7 separate regions of the Mus musculus genome follow, and regions 2, 3, 4, 5, 6 and 7 are each linked to region 1. Evidence: chromatin contacts called from public Hi-C and HiChIP or PLAC-seq data. All regions are on one chromosome and are shown on one strand. The core of a region is the stretch at or near the end of the contact, and the rest is flanking DNA. Distances in the headings are between cores, read along the strand shown. Region 1 overlaps Gm20110 (predicted gene, 20110). Region 2 overlaps Poc1b (POC1 centriolar protein B). Region 3 overlaps Poc1b (POC1 centriolar protein B). Region 4 overlaps Kitl (kit ligand). Region 5 has its middle 13 kb from the start of Dusp6. Region 6 has its middle 29 kb from the start of Kitl. Region 7 has its middle 49 kb from the start of Gm35437.

Region 1 (2,561 bases), core at 39-2,538:
TGCTAGAAGGGTCATACCCTTGGCCTTGGGCTTTATCAGTTGAAGTGGTCATCCAATGATGGACTCTGTTTATAATTTTCAAGAATTCTGGAAATGCTTGATTGGAGTCAAGAAAGCGCCTAAGAACATATGCCAGTCTTGCAGAAGATCCAAGTTCAATTCCCAGTCCCCATGTGATGGCTGAGAGCTATCACCTATAACTCCAGTTCCAGGGAATCTGGGGACCCCTTCAGTCCTCTGTGGATACCAGAAACACAAATAGTGCATAAAACACTCTTACCCATAACATTAAAATATTTAAAAATGAAAAAGGAGATGAAAAGGAAGGATATCAATTTTTTTTCTTAGACACATATTATATGTGTGAATTCTTACCACAAATGAATGGAAATATTTGTTCTACGAGTTCTGGAGGCCTAGGGAAGGTAAGGACCCAACAAGAGATGCCTGGAGACTCTCAAATCATAATACGTTAAAAAGTTGTGGTGGAACAAAGAAAAAGAGCTTTAACGTTTCCTTAATTCCACAGGTGACCTTTTAAGATAATTTATTTTCTAGGTAAGATAATTCAAATACATTCTGGATAATGAACTGTATGAGGGCAGCCGAGGGCTCGCGTCCTTCCTGTTGCCTGGGGCACACAGCTCTTTGGGGCCATAAAGTTGGTTTGTTATCTGATTTCTCACTTTCCCGAAATATACTGAGAATACATGGTAGGTGTTTGCTGCGGTGAGTTGGCGTTTGATAAATGTCCATTGAATTCAATTGGTTACCTAAGGGCTTAGGGCCAGGGAGACGGCAAAATATTTACGAGACCGTTTCTTCTGTTAAAAAGCCTAAGAAATATAGGCTCATTGAGCTGTTAGTTTTTGCAGCAAAGATGGATGTGCGCGACTCTCCCCATAGCTGAGGATAGTCTAGGCCTTTGCAAAGCAACTGGCCATATTAGGAGAGAAGCTGGTGGCTGAGAATAGACAGGCTAATCCTTTAACAAAGGTGATGCCCGAGACTCTAATACCCTAAGAGAAGCTTTTTTTTTTTTTTTTTAAAGGAAGAAGCAGCCAATTACAAGCATTTTACAATGTGAGGGTCCTATGAAATGTTTAGTTTAAATTGGCTGTAGTTTAAGCAGTGTCTCCCCCCCACCCCCACTCTGCTTTTAAAAGAAAGAAGCAAACTCAAGAAACCCTGGAGAAAGGATTAAGTTTAAGAAGGTCCCATACCTTCTACAGCTAAGGACTGAGGCAAAGGAAATTGTGGTTTCTGAGGATGTCCTAAGGCACAAACCTTTGACTCATCAAATAAAGATTCAATTGTACTCACAAAGGTCGTGTTCCCTCACATAAGAGGGAGTGGCATATTTGTAATTACTGCCAACTACAAGACCTGAAAAAATAAAATTAGCGATTACTCGTTAGAGTATACAAATAGCTTCTACCCTCCAGTGGTCCCAGATTTCAGGGGCTAGGCGGCGGGGAGGAGTTGAAGAAATATGTCTTCTAGAAAGTTCTGGGCTAAATAAAAGAGACCACATAAAACACCAGTGCTTATGCAGAATAAACTTGTTTCACTTCTGCATATTTTTATTTTTGCAGATTTGTCACTAGTTTCGTTTGTAGTGCTTCCCATTTTTTTCTCTCCATACCTTCCATGTAAACTTGGGAGCTCCACAGAAAGTTATGTGGTCAGTACTATAAGTAAGATGACATTTCTGACTGCTGAGGCCTTCTTCTTCTGTTTTATCACAAATCTTTGTTAATGATGAGAGTTACCTACTTAAGCAATGTCCACAGTCTTGAGAGCTGTCAGCAAACCCTAGGGATGGTTTACAGTTAAATTATTGCTAAAGAGTTAAATGCTGTTTGCTTATCAAATATGAGGTTGCTGGATCTACACAGGAGTAGTAAGAGTATAATAATTTTAGTAATGAACAATGCATCTTTCAGGAGATTAAGAAATTTGAGTAGAAATAAATATAGTATTCTATTGCAACCTAATATACTTGAAGCATATAACGGTTTGGAAGGGCTACATTTCAGAATATAGGTGATTAAGACGTTGTTTATATGATTGTCACTCCCCAGTAGATGTGGTATCTTGGGATGTCTGAGTGTGTGCCTGTGTGTAGATGCAAATGTTTGTGCTTGTGCGTATAGGACAGAGGACAGTTTTAGTGTTCTTTTTCAAGTGCTGTCTTCCTTAATTTTTTTTTTTTTTTTGAGACAAGTTCTCTCATTGGCCTGGAAGTCACCAGGCTAAGCTGTCTGGTCAGCATGCCTAAAGGATCTATTTCTGCCTCTATAGCACTGGGGTTCCAAGGGAGAGACATCACACTTTCTTAGGTAGTTACAGATGATTGAATTTAGGTCCCCCTGCTTGTAAGGCAAGTCCTTTACAGTTATCGCCACAGTCTTTTAAATTTAACTTTATTCTTTTGAGACAAAGTCTTACTCAGTGTAACCCGGACTGGCCTGAAACTCACTATATAGCCCTCGCTCACCTCGATTCACGACAATCCCCGTGCTACAGCATCCTGAATGCTGCGGTTGGAAGACTAATCC
Region 2 (2,561 bases), core at 19-2,518, 470 kb before region 1:
TTTCAGATGCTGTTCTCCACCTCTGGTTGGAATAATAACCGTAAATTTTTTGTTCTTGCTGGTTTTACCGTTTGATCATCACGTTTGGGTTCTACATATCTCCTGCCGACCCTTGCTAGCCGGGATCCGTGGACCTAGCCAGTTCTTAAAACGGTCCATCATCCTTGTCTATAGACAGATGCCATTGAATCTTATGGTGTTTGTTTCCCACCCACGCCTTGCTCTTCTTCCAAACCATCCACAGTACAACTTTCTGTTTACTTGAAACTTTCGAGTCAATGAAGTCTTAGTCTTTCCCATGAATTCCTGGTGGGTTTTCTTCAGTACTTTCGAAACTGTCCGTATTTTAACGTCATGTTAAAATCCACTTGGGTCTGTGTGTTGAGTGGGGCTGGCAGTGCTCTTTGGTTCTCTTGGTGAGGCTGAGGGCTCAGAAGTAGGTCCTGTTTAGCTCTCCATTGGTAGTCACTGAGTTTTTAAATGAAACTTTATCATTTCCTCTCTGATTCATACATCTTAACATTGTATTTCTTTTTCTTGTTTTAATGTACTGGCTAGGATATTTTCTGCATCTCTTGAGGTGGGTCTTTCTATTTTAATATTCCTCTGTAGGTGAATTGCATTGCTTTTAGAATGTGAAAATGGCCATTTCCTGCTTAACTGCAACATTGTCGATAGTGTGTACATTGGTAGGCTTAGTGAAACCATATTTTGCCAGTATCTGTGCCTTATCCATGAGTATATGCTTTATTTTTAGAATAGATTATAAATACTTCTCTTTTTTTAGTATTGGTCCTTATGACAGAGGATGTCCCGTTGACTTATTCATGTGTGCACACAGATTAATCCCAAGCGTGAGGTGATGGATTTGCAGAGCTCGTCTCCCCCCGTGGTGGATGTCCTTTCTTTCGATTCAACCACAGTAAGTAGTCTTTCTCTAACTTAAGCGGTGCTGCACCATTTGTCACAGTCTATTTCCTTACAAAGTGAAAGAATCGGGGATAAAGCGTGAGCTCGGTGGCCTAACCTTTCAGCACAGCAAGGCTGTATACAAAGTCATTTCTACGTTTCTAAAATACCACCAGGGGGAGCAGCAGCCATTTCCAGAACAGTTTTACCTTGGAATATCTTAAACTCAGTCGAACTCACCCTCCCTGTACCCCTGCCCCCCTTGTTTCCTGCTCACTTCCCCCCGCCCCCCTATTTCCTGCCCCCCCTGTCCCCTACCTCCTGCCTACCCTGTTCCCTGCTCCCTTCTCCCCCATCCTCTGCCCCCTATCCCCTGCTCCCTGTCCTGGGGTACTACCCTGCTGTCATAGAGAAGACTGTACTGCCCTAAAAATGGCAGTTCCTCTGCTTTGTTTATGTTACTCTCTTGATGGATTACCCAGAAATAAAGTATCTCTACTACTTACAATTTTGTTTATAAAAATGATCCGTATATGTTGCGCATCTGAAGGTTTCAGAGACAGTTTGAGCCATCTACCTTCTGTGTCTGCCCTCTCTTCTACACAAATCACAGTAACGCTGCTGATTAGCACAAGCCCTGCTCTGAGAGCAGGAAGAACAGTGTTGCCTGTGACCACACTGACACCACGCTGTCCATTTAGTTCAGTATTGTGGGTAAAATTTTAAAGAAACACAGCCTGACATATAGACTCAAGTAGATGCCAAGAAGCAAATCTAGCGCAAAGGAGTTCTGCCTGTCCCCAGGAAGCACTGCAGTCCTGCAGCTATGAAGGGTCCTCTCAGAGTTAGTGCCAGTGAGAATGTTCTTCTCTGAGAAGACGCAGCAGCGAGAGCCACATAGCAGCAAGCAGGCCCTCACTGTGAAGGGAAGGCACGAGTCTGTGGTGGAGCTGATCTGGGCACTTACCGTGCTCACATCCACAAACCCTCAGCATTTCTGCACGAATGAGTGACTTGTCCAATTAAATTTATCTAAACATTAGCTAGCTAGCTAAAACTTGGCACAGTGCTCTCCCTATAGTTAGTCTTCAATGAACTTGACACACCCCATGCCTCTGACCCCATATGTCCCAGTGAGCTGACTTTGTATTCTGTAGATAAGGTAGCTTGGGAAGTCACCAGCAGGCTCGACTTTAGTGCTCCTGACTTAGAAACTGTCTCAGAGTTTTCCTTCTCTTTTTGAGACTCACTCCCCCTGCCGGTACCCTTTAAGCTTTGCAAAGACTCCTGACTTGGGGCTAGAGAGGTGGCTCATCAGTTAAGAGCACTGGCTACTTTTCCAGAGGTCCTGAGTTCAATTCCCAGCAACCACATGGTGGCTCACAACCATCTGTAATGGGATTGATGCCCTCTTCTGGTGTGTCTGAAGAGAGCAACAGTGTACTCATATTTTAAAAACAAAAAACAAAGAAACCAAGTTTGCTCTGAAGGTGGGCCTGTCACCAGCTAGAGCAAAAGGGTACTTATCCCTTGACGGTAACCCAGAAGAACCAGAATCAGCTAGTTTATGTGGTATTTGTGGGACTGTGATGAAGGAGTGTCATCCACAAGAGGGGAGCACTAAGTAGAACAGTCAGTCATCCACAAGAGGG
Region 3 (2,561 bases), core at 17-2,516, 450 kb before region 1:
AACTGGAATAACCCATACTATTGGGGGTCAAGAGAATGGAATTCATTGCAGAGCTTTGTGATGTAATTGATAAGGTTTGAGATGGGTTGGAAGATCCAATCGTCAGGTATCATTTCCAGATTTCTAGATTGTAAAGTGATAAAATGACTTATGGAGGCAAGGGACCTTGCAAGTTTTCATATGGGCACCTTAAGTGGGATGTGTCTGAATCATTCGATAATGTTAATAGATAGCAAGTGTACAAGATCACACATACATGCACTTAAAGGGAAGGGCAGTGTAGAAGTGAGATTGTATAAATATTCTTCATGTGAGTAGTAATGGAGCAGCAAGCAAGCTTAGAGAAGATTTCTAGAGAACACAGGGAAGAAGAAAGTTTAGTAACACAAATGATACATGCCCCACGGTGGCCAATACAGCTACCCTGATCTGATACATTGTATCCAAGTGTGGCAATACCACACTGTGCCCTCAAAACGTGTACAAGTACTGTGTTAACTCAAATATGTACAGTCCATTAAAACTTTAAATTTAGAGCTGGGCCTTGAGACATTTAATGAAATAACAAAACACTAGAGGGAAGCATAGAAAACAGCAAATGGTGTCGGGACAGCCCGGTGGGTAAGAAAGACATTCCAAAAGAGGGTCAGTCAGCGCATCTGAAAACCCAGGAAAGAAGTCCCCCACAAACGCAGCAGAGATTATTGGTAACCCTTTGACGCATTGGTTTGATGAAGTAATATAGAGAGAAACCACTCTGAATGAAGTGATCTGACGAGTGAGTAGGGGAGGGAGGTGTGAGCAGAAGGCACTCAGTCGTGAGTACCTATTCATACGTTTGAATATGAACACTTACGTAATGAATACATATTCACATATATGAAGCAGTGGACACACACAAAGGAAAGGCTAGTTCTAGTGAAGGATTCCTGAATTGCTGTGGGAGTAATTACAGAGAAGACGGTATGTCTAAGCATGAGGTGAGTGCCAGGTGTGTACAAGCATGGCCTCTGAACAGTTAAACGGGTGACAGAAGAGTTAAATCAGAGACGGTGTCTCTCTCCGAAGTCCCCAGTACTCAAGCTGAAGTTATAAGAATGTCTATAATAACAGCCAAAGGACCAGAGTGTGCATGGTCAGCAGCTGCAAAGGCAAGGAGGCTTCAGAAGGAAATGGGTTCAGAGAACTGAGCAACACCACTCGGCCACCGCATTTGGATTGAGCTGAGGACCGTAGATGAGGCCGGAAAGAGAAGCTGATGTGTCAGTCAGCCGTCATGAGGCAATCATGAGTGCTTGAAGGGTCACTCTAGGTTAGGAATATTCACCCTAGGAGCCTTGGGGCGACCTGTGGGAGGCTCTCTGCCAGGACAGTCAGAGCAGTTTGGAGCTTCAGAATAATCACCCTAGTAAGAAAGGCAGGCTGAGTGAGACCGTGGACATGGAGCATCAGGAGGCGATGGCAGCAGCAGCCACAGCAATCCCAGCATGCACAGGGGCAAGCACCTGATACCCACCACACTGAATCATGAAGTGCTGAAGAGAAAATGGCAGAGCTTTGGAGGACAGGACTTGGATCTGCTACTTCTTAATGGCGCTGTGCACTAAGGCAAGAAGCAGCAGATTTGGAGCGTGGAGCATCCAGTCTAGAAAGGCAGTTATGAGAGTCTTACTCACCAGTCAAGTGACAAGGCTCCCTCCCAAAAGGAGACCCTACCCTATACTACACCTTCATAATAGGGGTGATGTGTGGTGTGATATGATATGGTTGCCAGTCACATCTCATTCACCAGAGGGTGTCATCACAAGACAGGGTCTTCAAATGTTACTGTCATATAATAGATTGTTGAGCTGAAACGAGAAATAAAAAGTAGGCATTTGACAGTACTTTTGGGCAAAAGGAACATGCTTTGTGGTGGCAGACTTCCTCCTTAGAACTTCCTGCCCAGCCATCTGTGTGCATTCATGTCTGCACGTGACTGAAGAGGGACGGCGATTCCCTTTAACACACAGCATCTGTGAAAAGACCTGAGTTCTACGTTTTATTAAAATGATATGCATTCCTGGGCTATTTTTCCTCATGGTTCTTAAGAAGAAAAACTTTATGAAATCCATTATTTTTTTAATTTGTCTCAGTTTCCAGCAATAAGATAGCAAAAAGAGAAAACATCTATACCTTTCACATACATACAAATTATTACAATGCATTGCCTTAACGCCTTATGAAAATCCTGCTCTTTCTGAGACTTTTAGACTTTTTTTTTCAACTATTCTAAGTTACATAATCTTTGCTTTGTTCTATTCTGATTTTGTTTTGTTTTCTTTTGTTTGGCGGGGGTTGGGGGTCTTGTTTCTTTTTCCTTTCTTTTCTTTTTTCTTCTTTCTTTCTTTGTTTTTGTTTTTGGTGGGGGTTTGTTTTTGTGTTTGTTTAGGTTTTGCTTTTGTTTTTGTTTTGTTTTTGAGACAGGGTTTCCCTGCATAGCCCTGGCTGTCCTGAGACTCACTCTGTAGACCAGGCTGGCCTTGAGCTCACAGAGCTCTGCCCACCTCTGCCTCCAGAGT
Region 4 (2,561 bases), core at 37-2,536, 400 kb after region 1:
CACACAAATGAAATGCAGACAAACAAGTTAGCAGTTCTAAAATAAATAAATTAATTAAATAAATAAAGCAAACCACCATGCTTTTCAAACTGTGGAGAACTTTTAGCACGAAGGGCAAAGTTCAACTCTTGCCTCAGTTTGCAAACCGACCTCTAGCACGGACTTTTAGGGAGAGGAGCAGAGAAGAAGGAGAAGTGAGAGATGAAACCTTTCTGCAGGAAGGTCAGCGCCGCCGCAGACTTGGCACTCGGACTCTCGAGCAGCTGAAGCCTGTCGTCTTAATTTCATTTAGCTGGATGCTCTGCTCGCAAGCCCCCTCTCTCCGTTTCCTGAGGAAGTGGATCCCATCCCCATTTCCCTGCCATCTGGTGAGAGAGGCTCTTTGCTCCCCAAACAACCCCATGTTTACATTTCATCCTCCGTCCTCTTTTGAATCCTCAGCAAAGCAGCCGCTTTGAAAAGGAGCCCAAAGGATTATCCTGAGATGGCTTGCCCTCTTTCCTGTTCCTAAGAGAACCTTTCTTTCTTTTCCCAGCATGACTTAGTGTGGGGACTTGAGGTCTTGAAGTACAGCTTTCTGACTACTTGTCTGATTGCTAAACTTCGAAAAGTGGTAATCTTCCCGAAGGCTTGATGGAAGGTTGCATTTCAGAACATCAGATTAGTTTAGGACATTAGTGCACAGCCTTGGCGAATGTTTAATAATGCCAGTGATCGTACATAGCTTTAACCCCACCTCTGTGGCAGCAGAGACTGGTGGATCTCTGTGAGTTCCAGACTGACCACAGATACACAATGAGACCCTGAGTTACAAAATGAGACCTGTTTCCCCAAACACACAAGACAATGCTCCTGTCTGCAAGGATAACAGAGTATTATTAATAGTGTCAGGGACTGGTGCTTGCCCATGGGATGGGTGTCAAGTTGAGCTGGTCATTGGTTGTAATAGTAACAGTTACCAGATGCACTGATACATTATAAAAAGTAATATCTATTTCTCTTTATGTTGGGCACATGTGACTTTAGAATCTCATTATACAAAATACTAGGTATAATTGCCCAGATCTCATGGTGAAAAAAATTGAAGAGGAAAGCTTAAAAAGTGAGCTTGTGTCACTTACTCAGCCTTGATAGCATGAAAATGCAATAAGGGAGCCTTTTTTTCTTCTCCCTTTTTTTCTTTTCTTTTTCTTCTTGGTGGCAGAATGGATGAGCTATCAGCATGAGTTATTTGGCCTGCCACTTTCTGTTTCTTGTAAGGAGTCACACGAGGGGATGCGTCAGCACTCTGCCACGTGACCTTGAAGGAAGAGTAGCTAGTTTTGTTCTTTGAGTCATAGTGAAAACTGGACAGGCTTAGAGAACTGCCATTCTATGAGAACTTTTTGTCTTCTGGAGGGATGGCAGGTAGGTTAGAGACATTCAAAACTTTGGGAAGGGATGTGATTAGCATTTAAAAGTTTAACCTATATGTCATCCCTTCCAAACGTGTCTATCCCTGGGTGAAATCTTATTTCCGGTCTATGGTTCCTGTGTGGAGTCATCATGAATAATCTTTTTATGAAGCACTACTTTAGGTATTTGGATCGATTGCAGCTCATTTGCATTATAGGGAGAAAGTTCTTGTTGCATGGAATTGTAGACTCCTTAGAGACTTGCATTGCAAGACACTGTAGTGGCTTTATTTAGCATCACTGTGCCGAAACAGCACAAGAAAGTTCTTTACTAGGTTACCTTTGCCTCCTTCAGAAGGGGAACGCAGGATCTTACCCCCAGAACTTGATCACTATGTTTTCGCACCATCTACTAGGAGACTAGGGTTCCAATGACTACTTATTCATACAAACTTACTTAGCAGTTTTGACACTGTCCTGAAAGCCAGAGCTACAATAGTAAGCAAAACACTTAAAATTTCTCTTGTCTCCACGGAGCCTGCTGTCCCCTCTTGGTTTTATGTACTGATTTTCCGTTTGCCTGGACCAAGGTAGAATAGGCAGAGTTGGAAACTTCAGATGCCTGTTTGTAGTAATCTCTCACTGGCCAGTTTCCACCTTCCAAAGTTATAGAGCCTTCCTAAATAGTGCCCACCATCTGGGGACAAGTATTCAAAAGTAATTAAATCAATACAAATTTGAACCTGTGTTATATGCATCATAGTTAATCATATTAAAGAACCAAGCATTGGAAGTTTTCCCTGAGAAAGTAGTTTTGATAAATGAGAAAAATTTGCTCCTCACAGCAAGCAGAAGGGACCTGAGGAATAAGTAGATTTTATATGATCTATAATAAATTAAATAAATCCAGGAGGAGGATTCCTTGCTACCTGCCCCAGTGTTCTGGGTTTCCAAATGAGAGACATTAAGTATATGTATTTTGATATGCCTTTATCAGCTCAAAGGCTGGGCCACTTCCTAACCTTCACATGGCTAATCCACCTCCCTCTGATAACTCCAAGTTAATATTTATTAAAACTCGCCTACCCCCCTCCCCATCATCCCCAGGTCCTACATGGTGGCTATGTCCTCTGTTTCACATCTTTTCAAGTGCGGGATCTCCACTTC
Region 5 (2,561 bases), core at 28-2,527, 380 kb before region 1:
AGTTCACGTATCTGTTGACTTGTACATTTTCGGTTATGTAGGGATCTTGATGAGCAGCCCACTCTACTTGAAGCATCATTTAGAAGGAAACAGAGTGCATGTGGAGCCATCTTCTGCTGCCCCCCAGGGAGCTGCGTGTTCGAAGCTCACCCCTTGGTGTATCACCAACCTTTCTCCTCTGTGTTTTTCAGAGACTCTTTCATTCCCTCTGTAGATTCCCAGTAGTCTTTTGCTCTTCTTTGGGAAAGAATCTTTTTTTTTTTTTATTATTTCAATTCCCCTTTTCACTGGCACACAGAGATAGCCGGTAGCCTTCCATCTTACCCAGAAATCCTACTTCATTTTCTTATGTAAAATGAAATACTTGGATGCCCACACTCTGATTATGGTCAGATAATCTGTCTTTGGTACTAGGAACCTATCCGTCATCAAACATAGCCATCCTCTCCAGTTTCAAGTTCTGACACTGTTCTAAGAGCACTGTAACTTCTGTCCTGGATCACAGTCTGTCTCCCTTTTGTCTTTTTATTTTTTTAGTACTTGGGGAATGAATTTAATGGCCTCAGATATTCTGGCCAACAGATCTACCATTGAATGACAGCTCCACAAGGTCACATGAAGTTCCCCAGACCGGCACTGGACTTAGAATTGTCCTACCTCAACTTCCCAAGTTACAGGGTTACCAGCCTGTTACTGGCCACCAGGCCTGGGCTCCGAACTGCTCTTCTCTTGAGCAGAGCGTGCCTACGTGACTTAGTTTTCTGTCTCCAGAATGTCTTACTAATACTGAGCATAACTCTTTTTTTCTTTAAAGGTAGAAACAAACTCATTTTGACAAGACACACGAGTCTCAGTACGTTATGAATCCTCTCATAGGTTCAAGTGACCCTCCCCTTCTAATCAAAATGAGCAAAGAGATAATAACATATGACCCAGGGCAATGGATTCCTAATGGTGCCAAAGGTAGCTTCGGGAAAGGGCCTGACAAAGGTGTCCTTTACTATAATGACGGACAGCAAGCTGCAAAGGACAAAGAATAACCTGAAAAGATTATGCTTGATTCTTAACTTAGATGTTGTATAACTTCCTCCTACCACGTTCGGCCCACAATTCTTCGAGAGTTCTAATAGGAACCGTGTCCATTCCACCTTTGTTCCTAGTGGGAAAAGCCAGGTCTTTCTTTACAAATGTCTCTCTCTGCAGAACAGTGGTTGTAACCAAGGGGCTGCAAGGGCCCTTTCACCTGGAGAGCAACAGGCTCTTTGGAAGATGTCACTTCCTCCTGGTTAGGGACTATGCGGTGTCTCTGCAAAAGGGTCCCTCCAAGAGGTTCTGCCGATGCGTTTGGATCAATCTTCAATCTCTCAGTAGGCTTGGGGAAAAAAAATGTTGTGTAATAAACCATTAGGGGGTGGTGGCAGTTTCTTCTCCCCAAGAGAAATGATTGCGACTCACATTTAAAATAACATTTCTCTCCTTTGCTGGCTACAATTGCAAGAGTCTCTTCAGCACCACTCTCTGCATGAGGTAAGATAAGTATTTTGTCATCTTCTATTATTAGGGAGGGATTCTGAGTCACACAGAAGCTAAGCGATTTTTTTTTCTCCCGGCCTCAGAAATAAAAGGATGAACACGAAGCTGGCTGATGAGCACATTATTTTAGGAGGAGGGCAATCGTGTCAGTGTTGCCTCATTTTCCTGGACAACTGCACCGGCTTCCTAGTCGGTTTCTCTGCCCGCAGTTTCTCTCCTCCCCGAGCTGCACTCACCCCCACAGTTACCAGAATTATATCCTAAAACCATGTCACACTTCTTTGTCACACACCTCTGACTGGGGAGTCCGTGCGGGAATCTCAAGCGCAAATTCTTTAGCTTGGTGTTTAAAGCCCATTTCCGGGATCCTAAGCTGCCTCCCTCACTCACGTTCCTTCCCAGTCTTTTACTCCGACACTGCTCAGCCAAACTGCAATGATCATGTATGTCCATCCCAAAGAGCCTCGTGCATTTCTCTCCGGTAGAGCGCCTTCCTTTTCTTATCCCTGGGGGTTATGGTTTGGATCTTGAATATCTCTCAAAGGCTGTGTGTTGAAGGGTTCCTCTCTAGCCTGGGGAGACATTGGGAGATGGTGGAGACTTTAGGAAGTGGAGCTGGGTTAAGTTAGATCACTGGATGTGCACATTTGAAGGAGATAACAGGAGCCCAACCTATTACTGTCCCTCTTTCTTCCTTGACCACCAAGAAGTGAGCATTCTCTTCTTTGTTTTCTCCCATGATGCTTTGCCTATCACCTGTGCCAGAGCAACAAAGCCAGCTGATCACCACCTAAGATCTCTTTAAAAGTATTATCTGTTACATTTTAATGTATACTGGCCTTTTGTCTGCATGGATGTCTGTGTGAGGGTGTCCTCTGGGATATCCTCTGGGAATGGAGTTATAAACAGCTATGAAATGACGTGTAGGTGCTAGGAATTGAACCCAGGTCCTCTGGAAGAAAAGTCAGTGTTCTTACCTGCTGAGCATTCTCTCCAGCCTAGTATCTCTCTAACTGTAACTCCAAATA
Region 6 (2,561 bases), core at 43-2,542, 350 kb after region 1:
AGAGATTTTATAGAGATATATGAATATAAATATGCATGTATACAATCATATATACATAGATACAGACAGAGAAAGAGTGAGATAGAGTGCTAAAGACAGAGAGAGAGAGAAAAAAGAAAAGAGGGAAGGAGAGGAAGTCTGATATAAGGATGCTGTTTACGAAAGTCTAGAGGCTCAGAAATGGTGGACTCTTCAGTTACCAAACTAAAGACCCAGGGAGGCAACCATAGAGGTCTCATCTCAGTATAAATCCAAGTTTGAAGATAAAAGATGGCAGAATGCTCCAGCCCAAAGAGTCTCCAACAAAGAAACTTCATTCTCTCTTTTTTCGGTCTTTATGCTCTGATTTGGCCTTCAGTGGATTAGAGGCTGTTTAGAAAGAACCACTGACTTCGCCTTATCTGCATATTCAAGTATTCAACTCACCCATATGTACCTTCATAGATATACAGACTTGAGTTATGAGCACCAGAATTTGGCCAACTGCCAGGTAGCCATGCTAACAAAGGAGAAGCAGTGGTAGAAACAGACATAATTTCAAATCAAGTACAACCTTGACAACTGCCTGATGGACTCTAGGTTTTCTAAACTTTTTTGAGTTCTTGGGGTTTTTTTTTGTTTGTTTGTTTTGGCTTTGGTTTTCAGCTTTTGTTTCCTTCACATCAAGCTTCCCTGTGCTCTGCTGACCCTAACCTCTTTCTTCATAATTATATGCCAAGCTCATAAATTCAGACCTTACAACATATTTGGATCTTATATATTAGTAAGTTGCAAGTTACCAGTTATGCGTGTGTATACATCTTCTCCAGTTAATTGAAAAGTCGGTACAGTGAAGGCAGCTTAAGAAAAATGGTGGTGGTGGTGGCATCAGGGACCTCTGGCCCATAGTGACAAATGGGATGACATATAGTCATTTCTACATTGGGAAAGGCTTTACTGCCATTTCTATGTATGTCTAATGTCCTTTGATCTGCTGCTGCAAAAGACCTCAGTGGTAGAATAGAATAGGATGGGGTTTGTTTCACAATAAACAAGACAATCTTCCCAGTCCCTTCCTCACTATGTCTTAAAGCGGTGGTTCTCAACCTGCAGGTTGTGATTTCTTTGAGGATCCAACGACCCTTTCACAAGACTATCGGGAAATCCCGATATTTACATTATTAGATTCCTAACAGTAGCAAAATTACAGTTATGAATTAGCAACACAAAATAATTTTATGGTTGGGGGGTTTCACCACAACCATAGACCAGGAACTGTAGGAAAGGGTCACCACAGCAGGAAGGTTGAGAACTGTTGTCCTAAAGCATGAACCCAGGAAAGGGAGTTTGTGTCGACTGGTCAAGTTCATCTTCATGGATACTCACTATACATTTCTTCAGAGAAATCTATTTGTTGGAAGCACATCTTCTCTGGAAGGTGGCTGGATTAGAGAAAACCTCAGAACCAACCTGATTGTACACCGTGGTTTCTCTTTCACTTTTGTCATCTCTGGGACAAAATATCTGCAACAAACCTTAGAAAAACAAACGAACCCATGATTAACTTTAGCTCAGTTTTATGGCTAGAGAGGCACGACAGCTGGGGCTCCTTCTGCGGTGGGAGCTCACAGAAGGACCTATTCCCTCTCCAGAGGTTCCAGAAGACGGGAGAATTTGAGTTTAGAGTAGTCAATCCCAGCAACCCACTTCCTCTTCTTAGATCCCCATTCTAAAGTTACACCAAGTACAAAGCCGACATCTGGGGCTGCCAGCTGGGGTTCATTTGACCACTCGGGGACATTTGAAGCCCCCGAAGTGCTCTGTGCCCCATGTTTCCCAAGGATTTGTCTTCAGCTTTTCTTTCTCTCCTCTTGAATTCTGTCTTCCTTACTACTTCCGTCACTGTTGTTTGTTTTTTTTTTTTTTTTCTCTTTCTCTCAGCGTCGTCTCTCTTTGATTTCTTAGCTACTGTGTCTTCTTTTCCAAGGTAAGCCGCATGCTGTTGCTCTTTGCCGGTGATGTTCTTTTGAACAAGTCCTTTATTTCTGAATCTTTCTCTTTCAATTCATCGTTCCCCCTCAGGTGACCCTTTCCAGTTTCCAGATGTCCGAGATACATGCTCCTTCAAGCTCGCTGCCACCCTAGTCGCCTCTCCTCACACAGACTTTTATCCAGATGACGCTCTCTTTGCTGATGAGGCGCAGTGGAGCCAGGGAGGCCAGGAAAGTAAAAGAACATAAAAGCAAACAGACAAATTAATGACAAGTTTGTTCAATTCTGGCTGTGCATTTCAGGGCAGAGGTGCTGGTAACAGGTCACAACATTCAGAAATCACTCTGACAGTAGGACATCTGTCATGACTGAGGCCAGGCCCTGTCTGTGCCTGGCGCCAAGCTTGTGGCACCAATTTATATCTCCCTCTAAGGCCCCTGGCTCCTGATATCAGCACTGAGACAGTGTGTAAAATGACAACCACGATTAATACGTTCTCACCTCTGATCCCAGAAACCAGACTATTAACTACCAAAAGAGTTTTTCACCGAAGTAAAGGATCAAAAATAGCTATACTTAAGGAGAATTGT
Region 7 (2,561 bases), core at 32-2,531, 320 kb after region 1:
AACACTGCTGACCATTAAGTGCCTTTACTGTGTTTACTAATGGAGGAACAGATAGATTGACTAAAGAAGTGGGAAGGGCACGCGACTCTGTGGATAAAGTGCTGTGCAAACATGAAGCGCTGAGTTTGAATCCTCAGAACTTAGGTAACTCAGGCAGGAGCTATCCTGAGGTAGCTGGCACTTTTTGATAACCCCAGAGCTCCCAGGGTGGCAAGACAGAAAGAGGAGACAAGAATCCCCAGAAGGTGTGGGCTAGCTTGCCTGGCATATAGAGAGAAAAACAAAGGGAAAGGTTTTGAACAAAGTGAAAAAGAAGGACTGGTGTTTGTGATTGTTTTCAGACCTGTATATGTGCACATGTATGTGCATGGATAAATAACACACACAGAGACAGACAGAGAGACAGACACACAGACACACAGACAGACAGACACACAGATAGACACCAACACACACAGTGAGACAGACAGACACTGACACAGAAAGACAGACAGACACTGACAGACACATACACAGACATACAAACTGACATACACACACAGGCAGATAAACAGGCAGAACTCACACACACACACACACACACACACACACACACTTACACATGAGGAGACAGGCAGACAACAACACACATATGAGAGAGACACACAGAGAGACAGAGAGACAGGAAGACAGGCAGAGAGGCAGAGAGACAGATTGGTTAAAAGAAAATGGAGCAATGCATTTTCATAGTCGTACTAGAAATGATTCATATTTTTCTCGGCATGCGGTGGGTTCCTAAACATCCTCCCATCTAAAGCTACCAGCAGTCCTGCAGAGCAGAAGACAGTGCATGGACTCATTACGCATATGGATCGACTAACCCTCAGAGACGTTATATGACTTTCACCAGTTCTCCCAGTTTTGAATTGGTGACTCAGACATCAGCTTTGCCAAGTCCTCTGCTGTGGATAGCACACAACAACACTTCCTTTATAAGTGATTGTTCTGCATATTTTGAGAAACAACACTAAACCAGAAATATTAGCAGTGAAGTACTTCAGGGGAACATGTTACAAAATCTGTTATCATATCACATACTAGGGATATAACATTTGATATGTGAGCCATTTGATAGTGAGACCGGTTGTGTTGGGCATCTCAGGAATCAATGGATGAGTGTTTTTAGGCGTCTGCTCTTTTCTTTTTAACCACATTGAGATATACTGTCCTACACAGAGCTTGTCAAGGTGTAATGTGTAAAACAGATCATTGTCTGAGCACAATTAAAGCCGAAGTAAACAACATGACTGATTCTGACAACCTAACCACACCCACTGGCAATCTTCCTTAAAACCACAAGAAGACAATGGAGTAGCTTGTGTTGAGAGAAAATTTAAAAATAAACTCTAAGTTCTTGCCAAGACATGATAAAAGACGGAATCTTGACAAATGCTAATGAATAAAAATACCTAGGCTTATGTAAGGTGATGTTCTCCATTCTTGTTTTTTAGAGGGGGTTTTTTGTTTTTGTTTTTGTTTTTGTTTTGTTTTTGTTTTTTGTTGTACCTTTTTTTTTCTCCACGTAGCCAATATTTTTCCTCTTTTCTGATAACTATGTAGAAACTGCTATTTTCAGTAAGAGAATCTTTTAGAGTATAGATCAGGAACCATACATGGATGAATTTGAATTTTGTAACCCATGAGAACAAAAATAAAGGTTTTAATTCTACTTTGGGGATTAAATGAGATGCCATAGTTCTTTACCCAGTCACTCATTCATGTTTTCTTTGTACTGTTCTAAAACACACTGGCAAACAAAATCCTCGCCCATAGATGATCTATTTAAATAAGTACTGGAAATAAGAAACTTTCTATGATAATTCATGATAGTACTGGTTCGGTGTCATATGAGGGATGTGGGGTTATAATCCGTATAAACTGATGCAAGCAATGGTCTTTGATCCTTGGTAAGCATCCTATTGAGAACAAAAGTGGAAGTTAAAATGTGTTTTAAGATGAGTCCCACAGTACCAAGTAACTGCTTATTCATCTATATTTGCAGATGTCTGGGGTGGGCGGAGCAAAACTCATTGACAGCAAACGTACTGCACAATGATGCAATCAATCCTGGCGTCTGATTAGCCCACTCCTCCTCACGAGCTAAAAGTACCCCGCTTGAAGAAAATGATAATCAGTCAATAATTGGTATCAATTAAGTATGCTTACTTCTTTATGTGAATATGAATCACCCTCTTTCTAGGAATCTGTGACGGTGTTGCAAACTCAAAATGTATTCATTTACGCACTGCAGAAGGAAAGAGAATACAAGAGGTGGCGGTCTGTGAATGTCACAAAGAAGGAAGAACCAGAATTCCACAGCTATGTGCAGATATGAAGGAAAGGAAAGTATTTCAAACTTATGGGAATAGCAAGAGTCTTGGGCTTTGTTTTATGGTGGCTTTGTTTTTGTTTCGACAATGAAATAAAAAAGGCAAGCAGAAAATCTGGAATTTTAGTATTGCATGCGTGGTTGAAGCTGTATTACTGAAAACGGATGAGGAAATTTTACAAGCTTAATTGCA

Evidence for each region. Hi-C and Micro-C count contacts between places; a contact is called where the count stands out from the background. HiChIP or PLAC-seq counts read pairs in DNA pulled down with a chosen protein or histone mark.
Region 2: a Hi-C map of bone marrow-derived macrophages shows a contact between it and region 1, with 23 read pairs. The contact joins two enhancer-like sites. A contact is called at or near these places in 1 of 15 datasets of contacts at CTCF or cohesin (the NIH/3T3 cell line), 14 of 484 Hi-C or Micro-C datasets (the AML12 cell line, B cells, LSK cells and 10 more), 7 of 115 datasets of contacts at active chromatin or transcription factors (bone marrow-derived macrophages, embryonic basal ganglia, embryonic stem cells and 4 more) and 2 of 9 other capture datasets (adipose tissue and liver).
Region 3: a contact with region 1 is called in a Hi-C map of bone marrow-derived macrophages, with 25 read pairs. The contact joins two enhancer-like sites. A contact is called at or near these places in 6 of 39 promoter capture datasets (the C10 cell line, cranial neural crest, frontonasal cranial neural crest and 3 more), 5 of 484 Hi-C or Micro-C datasets (B cells, bone marrow-derived macrophages and embryonic stem cells) and 5 of 115 datasets of contacts at active chromatin or transcription factors (bone marrow-derived macrophages, embryonic basal ganglia, large pre-B cells and 2 more).
Region 4: a contact with region 1 is called in a Hi-C map of bone marrow-derived macrophages, with 15 read pairs. The contact joins two enhancer-like sites. A contact is called at or near these places in 7 of 484 Hi-C or Micro-C datasets (the C2C12 cell line, the MC3T3-E1 cell line, bone marrow-derived macrophages and 4 more), 4 of 115 datasets of contacts at active chromatin or transcription factors (bone marrow-derived macrophages, forebrain, microglia and 1 more) and 1 of 9 other capture datasets (embryonic stem cells).
Region 5: an H3K4me3 HiChIP or PLAC-seq map of bone marrow-derived macrophages shows a contact between it and region 1, with 11 times the contacts expected there. The contact joins two enhancer-like sites. A contact is called at or near these places in 1 of 39 promoter capture datasets (the C10 cell line), 1 of 484 Hi-C or Micro-C datasets (bone marrow-derived macrophages) and 5 of 115 datasets of contacts at active chromatin or transcription factors (bone marrow-derived macrophages, double positive thymocytes, embryonic stem cells and 2 more).
Region 6: an H3K4me3 HiChIP or PLAC-seq map of bone marrow-derived macrophages shows a contact between it and region 1, with 5 times the contacts expected there. The contact joins two enhancer-like sites. A contact is called at or near these places in 1 of 15 datasets of contacts at CTCF or cohesin (the NIH/3T3 cell line), 2 of 484 Hi-C or Micro-C datasets (bone marrow-derived macrophages and nephron progenitors) and 1 of 115 datasets of contacts at active chromatin or transcription factors (bone marrow-derived macrophages).
Region 7: a contact with region 1 is called in a Hi-C map of the NIH/3T3 cell line, with 4 times the contacts expected there. The contact joins two enhancer-like sites. A contact is called at or near these places in 1 of 15 datasets of contacts at CTCF or cohesin (the NIH/3T3 cell line), 6 of 484 Hi-C or Micro-C datasets (the NIH/3T3 cell line, adipose-derived mesenchymal stem cells, bone marrow-derived macrophages and 3 more) and 1 of 115 datasets of contacts at active chromatin or transcription factors (cardiomyocytes).

Annotation. Positions count from the first base shown.
Region 1 is chr10:99,631,178-99,633,738 of GRCm38.p6, forward strand. All of the region lies in intron 1 of Gm20110 (predicted gene, 20110), which reads left to right. Among named protein-coding and RNA genes, the nearest start is that of Gm20110, 23 kb to the left of the region's middle. Within about 2 kb of position 1,289, at least 45 of the 459 cell types and tissues checked have an H3K27ac peak or open chromatin away from gene starts, as enhancers often do. A contact at or near this core is called in B cells, the NIH/3T3 cell line, bone marrow-derived macrophages and 1 more, where this site is marked.
Region 2 is chr10:99,164,028-99,166,588 of GRCm38.p6, forward strand. Poc1b (POC1 centriolar protein B) reads left to right here. Exons shown (of 12, transcript NM_027740.7): 10 at 842-922. Among named protein-coding and RNA genes, the nearest start is that of Galnt4, 57 kb to the left of the region's middle. Within about 2 kb of position 1,269, at least 46 of the 459 cell types and tissues checked have an H3K27ac peak or open chromatin away from gene starts, as enhancers often do. A contact at or near this core is called in bone marrow-derived macrophages, where this site is marked.
Region 3 is chr10:99,180,440-99,183,000 of GRCm38.p6, forward strand. All of the region lies in intron 10 of Poc1b (POC1 centriolar protein B), which reads left to right. Among named protein-coding and RNA genes, the nearest start is that of Gm34574, 50 kb to the right of the region's middle. Within about 2 kb of position 1,267, at least 98 of the 459 cell types and tissues checked have an H3K27ac peak or open chromatin away from gene starts, as enhancers often do. A contact at or near this core is called in B cells and bone marrow-derived macrophages, where this site is marked.
Region 4 is chr10:100,031,480-100,034,040 of GRCm38.p6, forward strand. The region is part of intron 1 of Kitl (kit ligand); the gene reads left to right. Among named protein-coding and RNA genes, the nearest start is that of Kitl, 17 kb to the left of the region's middle. Within about 2 kb of position 1,287, at least 47 of the 459 cell types and tissues checked have an H3K27ac peak or open chromatin away from gene starts, as enhancers often do. A contact at or near this core is called in bone marrow-derived macrophages, where this site is marked.
Region 5 is chr10:99,249,399-99,251,959 of GRCm38.p6, forward strand. No RefSeq gene overlaps it. Among named protein-coding and RNA genes, the nearest start is that of Dusp6, 13 kb to the right of the region's middle. Within about 2 kb of position 1,278, at least 53 of the 459 cell types and tissues checked have an H3K27ac peak or open chromatin away from gene starts, as enhancers often do. A contact at or near this core is called in bone marrow-derived macrophages and pancreatic cancer cells, where this site is marked.
Region 6 is chr10:99,985,244-99,987,804 of GRCm38.p6, forward strand. No RefSeq gene overlaps it. Among named protein-coding and RNA genes, the nearest start is that of Kitl, 29 kb to the right of the region's middle. Within about 2 kb of position 1,293, at least 7 of the 459 cell types and tissues checked have an H3K27ac peak or open chromatin away from gene starts, as enhancers often do. A contact at or near this core is called in bone marrow-derived macrophages, where this site is marked.
Region 7 is chr10:99,950,605-99,953,165 of GRCm38.p6, forward strand. No RefSeq gene overlaps it. Among named protein-coding and RNA genes, the nearest start is that of Gm35437, 49 kb to the left of the region's middle. Within about 2 kb of position 1,282, at least 40 of the 459 cell types and tissues checked have an H3K27ac peak or open chromatin away from gene starts, as enhancers often do. A contact at or near this core is called in the NIH/3T3 cell line and bone marrow-derived macrophages, where this site is marked.